Linked DNA regions of Zea mays: regions 1 and 3 are each linked to region 2. The links are chromatin contacts, called in public Hi-C maps. All regions are on one chromosome and are shown on one strand. Each heading gives the region's core, a stretch centred on a gene start, on an enhancer-like site or on the middle of the called end of the contact. The rest is flanking DNA. Distances are from core to core; before and after follow the strand shown.

Region 1 (3,529 bases), core at 375-2,874, 720 kb after region 2:
TGCTCATGCAATGAACAACAGCTATTCTGCTCACTTACCTTGCTTTTGCTACTAACTGTTATTCTACTTGTGTTGCTATGTCAGAGAGACACCACTGGGCTAACGACCGAGAACAGTGAGCTGAAGATTCGCCTGCAGACCATGGAACAGCAAGTCCACTTACAAGATGGTAATATTCATTAGACCCTTGTGAATGATGGATTGTACATTTGTCCGACATTTTAGTTATTAGGTGTACTGTAGTAACAGTTTTTTTTTGGGCATGGTACTACTTCTCCTATGCATGATACCAGAGCCTGTGTGCATGCGAAATATATGAGAGCATAAGCTCACTAGTGTTTGCTGCTGTTGTTGGTGCAGCTTTGAACGACACACTGAAAGCTGAGGTCCAGCGGCTGAAGGTGGCAACAGGGCAGGGGCCGGCCAATGGTGGTGGAGGCATGATGATGAACTTTGGCGCCGTGCCACGCGCGTTTGGAGGAGGCAACCAGCAGACGTTCCACAGCAGCCAGAGCCAAGCGATGCAATCCATGCTGGCGACGCACCAGCTGCAGCAGCTCCAGCTCCACTCCCAGCCTCAGCAGCAGCTGCAGGCGCAGCATCTCCAGCAGGTGGCGAGAGACCTCAAAATGAAAGGGCATCTGGGCGCCCAAGGCCAGTGGGGCGGTGGGAAGTCTGGGAGCAGCGGCAGCTGAGGCTACTACTGGCACTGGAGTTTTGGTGTATGTGGTTACTGGTTAGCTAGGAGTGGAGATCCCCTTGTTCTAGGGGGGGGGGGGGGGGGGGGGGGGTGCTGCCGTGCATGTGTAGTTACCGTTAGCTCGGGCTATCTATCTACAGGCTCAGTTCAGCTTCAGTTTTACTGTTAACTCGGTGGCTCAGCTCTCCTGCAGCGTACTGTGTCCAGAAACTCGGATGGTAACAGGTGTTTTATCTGTCGGAATCTGTCTGTATCTCTTCGCTAGTTTAAAGGGTAAAAATGGTTGGGATTTCAGGGCTTCAAATGAAATCTCCCGTATTGAGCAAGAGTGTGTAGTTGGATGTACAAGAAGGGATGGAAGAAGGCAACGTTTGATGAGAGTCACGGAGTAATTTTTTATGGCGGCGTGATCCTAAAAATCGAGGGAACAGTGTTGTCCCGTCTTATCCTACTTTAACATCAAACTAACCAAACACATCCAGGTACTAGATGCATTGCTATTGCATTCGGATATTTAGGCTATCCGCACTCATACTACTCTAAATTTCTACTCTAAAAGTAATATTCTATACCCGTCAGCAAGATTATCTACTCTATACCACAATCCTCTGCAGTCATGTTTACTCTATATCTCAACTCTATACCAACTATCACATATTATATTATTTCTTTTCAATTTCTCTTTCATTTCCCATCCCAACTGCCACCTGCTGCTTCCGGCTGCCACATGCTGCCGCCAAGTGCTGGAATTCTTGCCGCATGCACGTTCTTGCACATATTTTTTTTTGGAAAACGTTCAACCACATGTTGCCGCATGTGAAAGGCTGAGACAAAATTTCTTTTCGCAAAAGCCAGTATGGTCCAAGGCTGCCAACTTTTATTTTTACAAAAGCAAGTGTCCTTCTACTCACGGGTGCAACAGCAACAGGTGACAAAGTTTGTATGCAAGTGTCTGTATAAAAGGAGCCGGGGATACTACAAATTGAAGCCAAAGCTACGACAACACACTTGAGAACACACTGCATCCATAGAGTTTCCCATGGCCGGCTACCAAAGTTCGTTTACAAGATTTTGGATGATGGACGAGGAAGACGACGACATGCATCACTTAGTAGACGACGATGAAGCTGAGCTTGCAACATACAACCACCTTGTGCAATGCGAGAGTTCTCAGCGTCGGCGACGGTCGGATGCGCCACCTAACCAAATACGTCCAAGAAACCTGGGTGATGCTGATGGTCATCAAAGAATTTGGCTTGATTATTTCGCTGATCAGCCTGTGTTTAATGACAGGCAATTCCGAGAAAGGTACGCCTCTGATGTCCAATGACCTATATGTGTTCAAATATTATTTATTCGTACAAGTTCATTAGGTAATGTTCCATTTACGTGCAGGTTTCGCATGCGGAGGCATGTGGTGTTACGCATTGTAGACGCTGTTCAAGCTCGGAACCCCAACTACTTCACTAGGAAACATGATTGTTGTGGGAAGTTGGGACTTTCCGCTCTTCAAAAGTGTGTCGCGGCTCTTCGCATCCTGGCATATGGCTTGTCTGCTAATGCCATTGACGAGTATGTTCGTATAGGTGAGTCCACTGCTAGAGAAGCATTACGACATTTCTGTCGAGCTATCATAGACGTCTATGGTCCGTATTACCTAAGGGCCCCAAACGCCGCCGATGTAGCAAGGCTCTTAGCGGAGGGTGAGCAACGCTGATTCCCGGGGATGCTAGGTAGCATCGACTGTATGCACTAGGAGTGGCGGAACTGTCCAAGTGCATGGAAGGGCATGTTCACCGGACGTGGGAAGCATCCATCTATGATTCTTGAAGCGGTTGCATCGCATGACCTATGGATATGGCATGCTTACTTTGGGATGCCAGGCAGTAACAATGATATAAATGTGCTTCAAAGATCTCCTGTTTTCTCTTCTTATCTAAGGGGGCAATCAGCTCCTGTGAATTTCCTGGTGAACGGTCGTACATACGACATGGGTTATTATCTAGCTGATGGTATATACCCCACGTGGCCTGCCTTTGTCAAGAGCATTCGTCATCCCATGGAGACAAAGACCCAACACTTCAGCACACGTCAGGAAAGTGCGTGTAAAGACATTGAGCGTGCTTTTGGAGTGTTGAGGGCTCGTTTTGCTGTTGTACGAGGGCCTGCTTATGGTTGGTACCCTAAACAGATTAGCGAGATAATGATGGCTTGTATCATCCTGCACAATATGATAGTGGAGATAATGCTTCTCACACATGATTCTAACTTTCTCTTGCTCAATATCTAATACCGATTGGTTGTGATTACGCATTTCCTGGTACCTTTTCTCATCAATTGTAGCAAGCTGCTGGAATCGCTCACCTTTGCGCACGCTTTCTTCTTGCATGATATTTATTTTTTGAATGGACAGGTCCTGCATCCTACTAGCATACTCTGAAGAAGATGTATCACCTGACACCGATTTAGATTTCTTGCTCGCTGCTTTAGCTCTGTCTCTACCAACCGGCCTTTTTCCAGCTGACTTGTCTGCATCAACGTGCACCCTGTTGGAGTCCTCTTCCAAGCCGTCGCCTTCTAGATGAGCTTCAGTCCCAAGTTGTGTTGGGTTACCCCATTTGGGCTCGTCCTTCATACGGTCCCAACAGTGCATGAATCCAAACGCATGCCCTTCAACCTCCGCAAAGTTGGTAGCTGCAAGTGATGTCTGCAAAGACGAAAACAGATTGTATGGGCTTGCTAAAACAATGTTATCGAACAAATAGAACTGTTTAGGAAGTGGAATGACGGAGAGGGAAGAGGAGCGGAGAGAGATATGGAGTAAATGAA
Region 2 (3,886 bases), core at 1,362-3,861:
AGCTCTTCATTACCTTGTTTCTCTGCAATAGCAAAAGCAGTCTCTCCAGCTCTATTAACCGCGTTGATTTCAATCCCCTCAACTGATATTAGGGTCTGAACCATCTGTAAAGAACATAAGAACTTTAGATAAAAGCACAAGTAATCAATTCTTTCAAATGTTGCATGCTATTCTTAAGAGTGAGCAATATTCAATCCAAAACCTCTTAGAAATTCCTTGCTTTTTTAAAAGGAAGAAAGTATTCCTTGCAAATTCTTCTTAGAATTATTTTATAAAACATTGGAGACTTGAGTATTAAGTAAGTAATACCTCAGGAATGTGAGTAACTCTATTTTAGTAATTCTCCTGAGCAACATAGTTTCAACCATAAATACAGCAATAAATCTGATTGTTAAAATGTAAAACGGGAAGACTCAAACTGTGGCAGAAATCAGAACATTATGAGATAATATCACTTACAATGGTGTTTCCCTTCCGAGTTGCAACATGCAATGGTCTATTCCCCTTGCCGTCTTCTACATGGATAACTGAGACATCAGGCTTCAACAACTCGAGCAGAATTTCTGCATTCTGGCCTTTTGAAGCCAGGCCTTTTGAAGCCATGTGTAGAGCTGTTTGTCCCTTCTTATCTGTTCTGAAACCAAGCCCTGGATCCTTATTTAATAGAGCAGTTACCACCTCCACATGACCCATTCTTGCTGCTGAATGCAAAACTGTCTTTCCATTATTTTTTGCAATCCTAGCAAGGCTTGCATCTGTTTCTAGCAGAAGATTAACAATGTCAATGTGGCCCTGAGTTGCAGCAGTGTCCAAAGCTGTGGCATTTACAGAATTTGTTGTCATTGCTAGTGAGGGGAAGGCATGTAACAGCTCCTTCAAGACATCTGCAAAGACCAAAATTGAACTAATATGATCTCTTTTTTCTGAAAGAACAGAATATACACGCTTTGAAAAATAAGATTAAATAACAACTGTGCAATAGTTTGCTCTTCAACACTGCATACTAACTCAAATATCAGAAATTACATAGCCTAATTGGTCTGGTGAAGGTTCCTGGATGAGCAGACAAGGACCATCATATCTTGTCACTAGATATAGGATTGCCAGTTCTTTGATTTAGACGCAACAACATGGTAAGATTGTAGAAAATTGCCAACTCTCAGAAATCAAGAATTTGTCTGTAAAACCAAGAAAGACAAACATGGTAGGTTTTAATCTAGACCAGATCAGCCAAGTAAATTTATAAGCTATCTGAGCAAAAGGAAATCAGGGACTCAGTGTTACTGTTTTCACACTACATGTTCCTAGGGGGAAAATGTGGGGAACAGATCCTTCATGATCATAGAGATTTGCATAAGTCAATGAGATAAAAGTCAATTTTTATAAACATGCGAACTGCAGGAACAATGACCAATACAAAAGATCACATAGAACTGCCGGTACAAAACAAATGAATCCGTATATTAAAGAATTCCGATTCACACTACCTAATCCTCAACTAATTAATGACGAGGAATGAAAACTCACCCAAATGGCCCTGCTTTGCCGCAATATGGAATGCGTCGAAGCTGTTACTGGCCTTGAGTCCAGCTGACTGCACATCAGAAGCCTTCAAAATCTCACACACAACTTCGACATGGCCCTTCTCAGCAGACACATACAAAGCAGTCTCACCGTCCTGATTCTGGCGGGCAGCTAACTCCACCAGCAGCTCTGGATCACACTCCGCAAGGATCCTCTGGACATGTGCAACACTGCCAGCCCTCGCCGCAAGGTGGAGTGCGGTGTCACCCCGCTTCCCCGGGCTGTCCTTGTTCCTTTTGAAGCTCTGCTGCTTCTCCATGGACAAGAACTTGAAGCTTCTCTGCTTCTCTATCCCCCGGAAGCTCTTCAATTTCTCTAGGGCACCATGCCGGGTGCTGGATTGCTTCTCCATGCCCAAGACCAAATGGCTCTTGTTCACCTGATGGTATTGTGCTTGTGCCGAATCCTGAAATTGAGAGGCTTTAATCCAAGATGGGCGTACTTCCGAAAAACCGGCCCCAGTTGATGGAAAAAAAATATCAGCTAATAAGAATGTCTTTACAGAATCTAACAAGCCCTTCTGTATCTCTTGTATCCTCACCAACTGCTGCCGCTTTAGCTTTGCTTTGCTCCGCAAGAACACTACTTTGGCTGCTTCACACACAGACTAGGGTTCGTTCCCAAATTTGTCCATACAAACAGGGAGAAGAAATCTGGCAGATTTTTAGAACCGAGATGTCACCTCAAACTGCAAAAAGAATCAAACAAATTAGCATGCACATAAATTTCAAGGAGAACTAAAAAAAACGTCTCATCCCCTAACAAGTAGGTAAGATAGTTCCTCACCACGAGAAAACAAGCAACAAATTTTGAGGCCAAATCAAGAACACGCAGGGAGCAAGAGGGCGAGTGAAGCGCAAGGATCAGTAGTACTTGTCTTAGAGCTCCAAAAATCCCATCATTCTAGCATCAGCGAAGGGTGGAAAGGGCAAGGTGGGAGGCTGGGAGGGAGCTAGTGGGTATCTTGGAAGTTGGGCGCCTCCAAAGTTTTTCCACCGGCGGTCCCTCTCCCCGACCTGGAAGCTCACTTATTATTAGGTTCGTTCGAGTGATCCACCTCCCCTGCTTATCAACGAGGACGACGACTGCTGAAGGATGTGTGAGCAGAGCACGCGGGTGGTCTCCGGCTCCTGATTTTTCTATTTTTCACCCGTGGGGGAATAATTGTGTGACTTTGCTGCCTTCTTTCTTGCGTTAAAGAAAGATAAAACTTTTTCCCGGCCATATAGTAACCGTTTCCTCCACGTATACCGTGCTGTTAAGCGTCACACCACGTAGCGTGTATATGCTCCTGAAACGCGACAAATAAAAAAACGGACGGAGTAACTACCCCGTTCGACAATTTTTTTTGTCTCCTGGTCCGTATTTAGTACTAACTGTTCTCAAATATTTATCTCCCGCAAGTTTATATTTAAACTAAAACATAATAAATAAAAAAGAACGGACGTAATAACTTATAAGAAATAGGGTGTCGTTTGGTTCACATATTAATACGTGATGGATAACCTATAACGTTAAATCATGTTTGTTTAAGTCTAACCGTAATCGATATCATATTATAAATGAATATTGTCTTATTCAAATTTATTACCGCCGGTATTTGAGTGTAAATTATTACCATTTATGTTACATTTTCGTGAACCAAACGGCACCTATGATGATGATGCATCGTCGACCGATGCTAATCCAATACGTGCATTATGTGGTAGAATCTATATAAGAGCTAACTGTATCTGTAAGATATGATTCTAAGCAAATAGATCCAATCTATGAATTTGGTGCCTCATATATTTATAGCAAAGTTAACAGGTGACATATCGATCATGTGAACCTGCACGTTGGAGCATATTTGTCTATGCTTGTCAATATCACTAATGTTTGGACGGAGTGACCTAAAATATTGTTATTTTGTAGTCGCGATGGATTTTATTTATTTGTTTATTTATTTATTTATAGAATTATATCCGTCTGGTGGTGACATAACATGCATGAGGAACCAGTCGCTCATGCAAGTGGTTTTCCCCCCCTTTTTGTCTTTTGAGGAGGAGAGATGAAGACGGCTGGCGGGCCCGTATGGCTCTCAGCGTCACTGGTGTGAGCAAGCAAAAGCAAAAGAACCCCACACGTTAAATTTCTGACGCCGATGTTTGGGCTTTGGCCCCGGCATATGGAGGGCCCACGCATATGGGGAGCTACCACTGCCACTACCCGCAGCACGACTAACTGTAGACCGCACGGCCGCACCCAGTCCAAGTCCGTTTGGTACTCTGGTGGTGGTCTGGTCCCAGTCCCACTGGATGCA
Region 3 (3,791 bases), core at 365-2,864, 590 kb before region 2:
TCACATTCCTTGCTTCCGCATAAATGACGTAGATTCGATTCCATCCTTGTTTTCTTAGGATAGATAGAAAATTTCAAGCTTTTTTAATTAATTAAATCCTTTTTTATCTCTCTAAGATATTACAAATGACCAAACTATCCCTAGCAACTCTAGGTTCTTTCTTTCTATTGCTGCTCGATCCCAGCCGCCTCTCCTTTGTCATGTTATTTGACATCCCATAAATACTAGAGTTCGTTCTTATTTTGTCTACAATACATTGGTTGGTTTTTCTGTTTATACAAGATCAAATGACTAATATTGAATTGGTTCTCCCCATTGGTGAAAAGGTGGCAACAGACCTTGAGGCTAAGCAGCTTTTGCTTCTCGACAACCAAGCTAATCTGTGCGCACCTAGTTTCAGGTACCAAAAAATGTGATGAGTGACAGGCTAGTGTGTCTTGGCTTCAGCTATTCAGATCAGTTGCAAGACATCAGAGTTTGGATGCTGCCACATGGAATTTGCTTCATCAGTTGGAAGCTATATGAAGCCCCTAAAGCCGAATCTGTTCATTCTTTTTTCCGTGGATCAGCTACCTTCTTCTGGTCTTGCTTCGAGTCAAAACAACAGGTCATGCAGGCCACTGTTCTGATCCGATCTCTCATCTAGTGTACACTTCAAGGCGGAGGGCAGAAACGAATATGGTGTGGCGGACAAGGATCAGACTCACACAATTAATGACACAGCAGGGGAGTGGGTGGTCCATATGGGCCACGACACACCCTAAGATCATATAAGGTTAGTTAGCATAGTGGTGTAAGTACTATTTTTTGAACTTGGCAGTCAAGGTTCAAGTCCTGTTGATCTCTATTTTTTGTTTATTTTTTTTGATATTTTTCCTGGCACTCTCTAAGCGTAGCAGCTGACACAGGGACATGAGTCATCTTAGATGGCAAGCATTTTAGAAAACGGATTAGAAAACAAGAAATAAACTATGATGTCGTATTAATCAAGATGTCAATGATATAAGTACTAATTTTGCAAAGCCAACGTTTGAAGTCATAAATATGCGAAACCTAATATTATCGGTCCTAAAATATCAATTTTCTCAATATTCGACTAATAGTCCACCGCAAAATTTGCTCAAATCTTCGCCCAAAAGAAGCGGAGCGAAGTAACGCAAAGTAGGGATCTGAACCGCGACCGGAAGCACCGAAATCTTCACCCGAAGGAGGAGGACGAGGAGGGGGGGTAGGCAAAGTAACGCGAAGTCGCGATCTGAACCACGAACGCAAGAACCGAACATAGGCGGACAGACTTACTGCGTCCGCTGCGTCGCGCCTCCTCCTGCCGCCGCCTGGCTCCCGCCTGCGGGGTGGGATCCCGCCGGAATGTTAGGGCCGCCACCGCCGACGCTCTTGGGGAAGCCGTCCATGATGCTGAGCACGAAAGTATACGAGATTGGAGACGTTGGCGTACGGGTTGTGAGGAGAGGCGCCGAGCAGCAAACGGCGGCGGCGTGGTGTTAGAGGGGTGACCTTTTTCTTTCTTGCAACCGAAGACGAAGAGGAGAATGCCCACCCCGAAAGCGACTCGGAGCTTGGGTTCAGATCCAACACACCACGGATCGAAAGGTTTGGACTGGGCTAGATCTTGTGGGCTACTAGAAACATAGTACGTAGCAGGAGTACTAACAATGTGCCAGATCGATTTAGACCGAAAAGACTGGGTGAATTCGATTTAGGCCGACAAGACTGAGGATGAATTTAGTTCAGCTTTCTCAATAAGGTTCGAACAACTAGTTTAATTTAGTGGGTCTTTGATTTCTATGAACTAATTTTTAATCCTTAAATTATTAAATACGAAATCTAATAATTTAGGTAATAAAATGGAGTGACTAAAAATTAGTCTTTATAAACCACACCTTAGAATCACCTACCTTGATTTTTCATATACGGTCATCTATATTACTAAGCTATCATATTTTTATAGAATCTATAGTTGACAATTATTTCATCCAAACATATTTTATTTTTTTCATAATCATCAGCTCACGACATCTTTCTAACAGTCACAACTCAGCGAAATCAGATTTTTGGAAACAAACACCTGAACCAAACAGACCCTTGAGTCCAAGAGCACGTGGAACAAAACAACAACAACTTCAAATTGTAACTCGAGCATTCATCCTTTGTGATTTTGATGTAAATATAAAAGACATGTCGGCGTCAAGGATTAGGTTATACAAAGTCAACAGAAACGACTAAAACGAATTTGAATTTATAGTGACATAAACTGCTCAATAATTCGAGCATAATATAATGGCTTTTTTAGATAAATATATAAAATATATAATGGATATGACCTCCGGCCTCTGCATGCATGACTTGTATCCAACTCGTTTATTTGGCCCAGGGCAGTGATACTTCTGAGACACGTCGCTTTGTATAAGGAGTTTATGCCATCAGCCCGTAATAACAGCCATACTGATCTCAACTACAACACAATGACCTGCGACTGGCTCTGGAAAACCTCGACTTCTAGCCTTATGGATGCCCAGACTTGGCTGCATCGCCTGAGCTTCTCATTCATGCGAGCTATGAACGATCTAGCCCATACTTCTTCATCACGCTTCGTGCTCGCGCCACATGGAACTGAAAAACTGGCAACCATACTACAGCTAGTTTACAAGATTCCATGTAAAATCCCGCTCCCAAAGGAAAGAGCGGACCTGCCGACTGGGGCTGCTTACAAATCGATGCACTTTACCTCATCAGTTCCTCTTCTCTTCGTTCGCCAGCTGACCGATAACTTCCGCACACATATACTCGGTAGATATGCAGAGACTGCCTTGAGAGGTTCTGTATCGCTGCCTCAGAACTTGCATTGCGGAACAAATATGTTACCGGATAACCTAAAAGCCACCTGCAGATATTGAAACAGAAGCATGTTATTCAGAGAGCAGAGCAAATGTCAAAACTTAATCAAGATAGCATCCATAACAATGGCAGTATGAACCACACCTCTGTTACATGTTATTAGAACTATCAAAACGAATAAATTTGCCATTTTTTATGCTGATGCCGCTGTGCAAATGTTTTTTTCTTCCAAGTGTTCAAACAGTGGTTTCACTAGATCAAGAATTTCATGGTTACAGTTTTGATGACACAGAACCAGAAATTACCCATTCAGAGAAGGCAAGGCAATCTGGGTGTTCTCGAGGAAGCTACTCAGATCAACGACCAATAGGGTCCTGTCCTCAACGTGATTGTCAGTGCACTCTGCAACAACAGTACTCTGTGGATTTCCTGACATTTGCTTTGTTATTCCAGGTCGAACATCAGACAGATCTAGAGGAAATTTGGCTGTGAATTGATCTTGTATGGATACAAGCTCCAGCACAGTGTCATTCTCTTCTATGGTTGTAAGCAGCTGAACACAAACAACTTTTCATTAACAACAAATACTACACATTCACTTCACAGTAGACAGAAATACAAAAGTGTGGTCTGAGAAGGTAAATACATTGCAACATCTTTTCTCTAGGTCCACGAAAGCTAGCCCTTGCTGCGACCTTGCGTTTGGTGATGCATGTTCCGCAAGTCCTTTAACATGGATCAAGTAAAGCATATCTCCAATAATCATCACGCGGAGTGGATTCAATATGCTTGTTTCCTGCAAGTCAAGCATGACTCAATATGCCGAAACTGGATGCAGTTGGATATACAGAGGACATCCAAATAACCTCTACTAAAGATAGTAGTTTGGTTATGGAAACAGTTGGAAACTGAACAGGACACAGGTCAGTTTTGTT

What was found. Hi-C and Micro-C count contacts between places; a contact is called where the count stands out from the background.
Region 1: a Hi-C map of endosperm shows a contact between it and region 2, with 4 times the contacts expected there. The contact joins the promoter of LOC103633043 here to the promoter of LOC100381797 in region 2. A contact is called at or near these places in 3 of 25 Hi-C or Micro-C datasets (bundle sheath, ear and endosperm).
Region 3: a contact with region 2 is called in a Hi-C map of tassel, with 3 times the contacts expected there. The contact joins the promoter of LOC100283981 here to the promoter of LOC100381797 in region 2. A contact is called at or near these places in 5 of 25 Hi-C or Micro-C datasets (ear, endosperm, leaf and 1 more).

What each region holds. Positions count from the first base shown.
Region 1 is chr7:146,652,150-146,655,678 of Zm-B73-REFERENCE-NAM-5.0, forward strand. LOC103633043 reads left to right here and starts at 1,625. Exons shown (of 2, transcript XM_008654728.3): 1 at 1,625-2,008; 2 at 2,096-2,957. The coding sequence starts at 1,740. The coding sequence ends at 2,417. LOC103633042 (transcription factor RF2a) reads left to right here. Exons shown (of 4, transcript XM_008654727.4): 3 at 85-169; 4 at 361-1,099. The coding sequence ends at 695.
Region 2 is chr7:145,928,285-145,932,170 of Zm-B73-REFERENCE-NAM-5.0, forward strand. LOC100381797 reads right to left here and starts at 2,612. Exons shown (of 5, transcript NM_001361315.1): 1 at 2,371-2,612; 2 at 2,126-2,272; 3 at 1,528-2,004; 4 at 460-884; 5 at 1-104. The coding sequence starts at 1,936.
Region 3 is chr7:145,336,606-145,340,396 of Zm-B73-REFERENCE-NAM-5.0, forward strand. LOC100283981 (proteasome subunit beta type 4) reads right to left here and starts at 1,615. Exons shown (of 6, transcript NM_001156879.2): 1 at 1,300-1,615. The coding sequence starts at 1,412. LOC100277031 reads right to left here. Exons shown (of 6, transcript NM_001407169.1): 3 at 3,503-3,652; 4 at 3,162-3,409; 5 at 2,747-2,902; 6 at 2,143-2,639. The coding sequence ends at 2,474.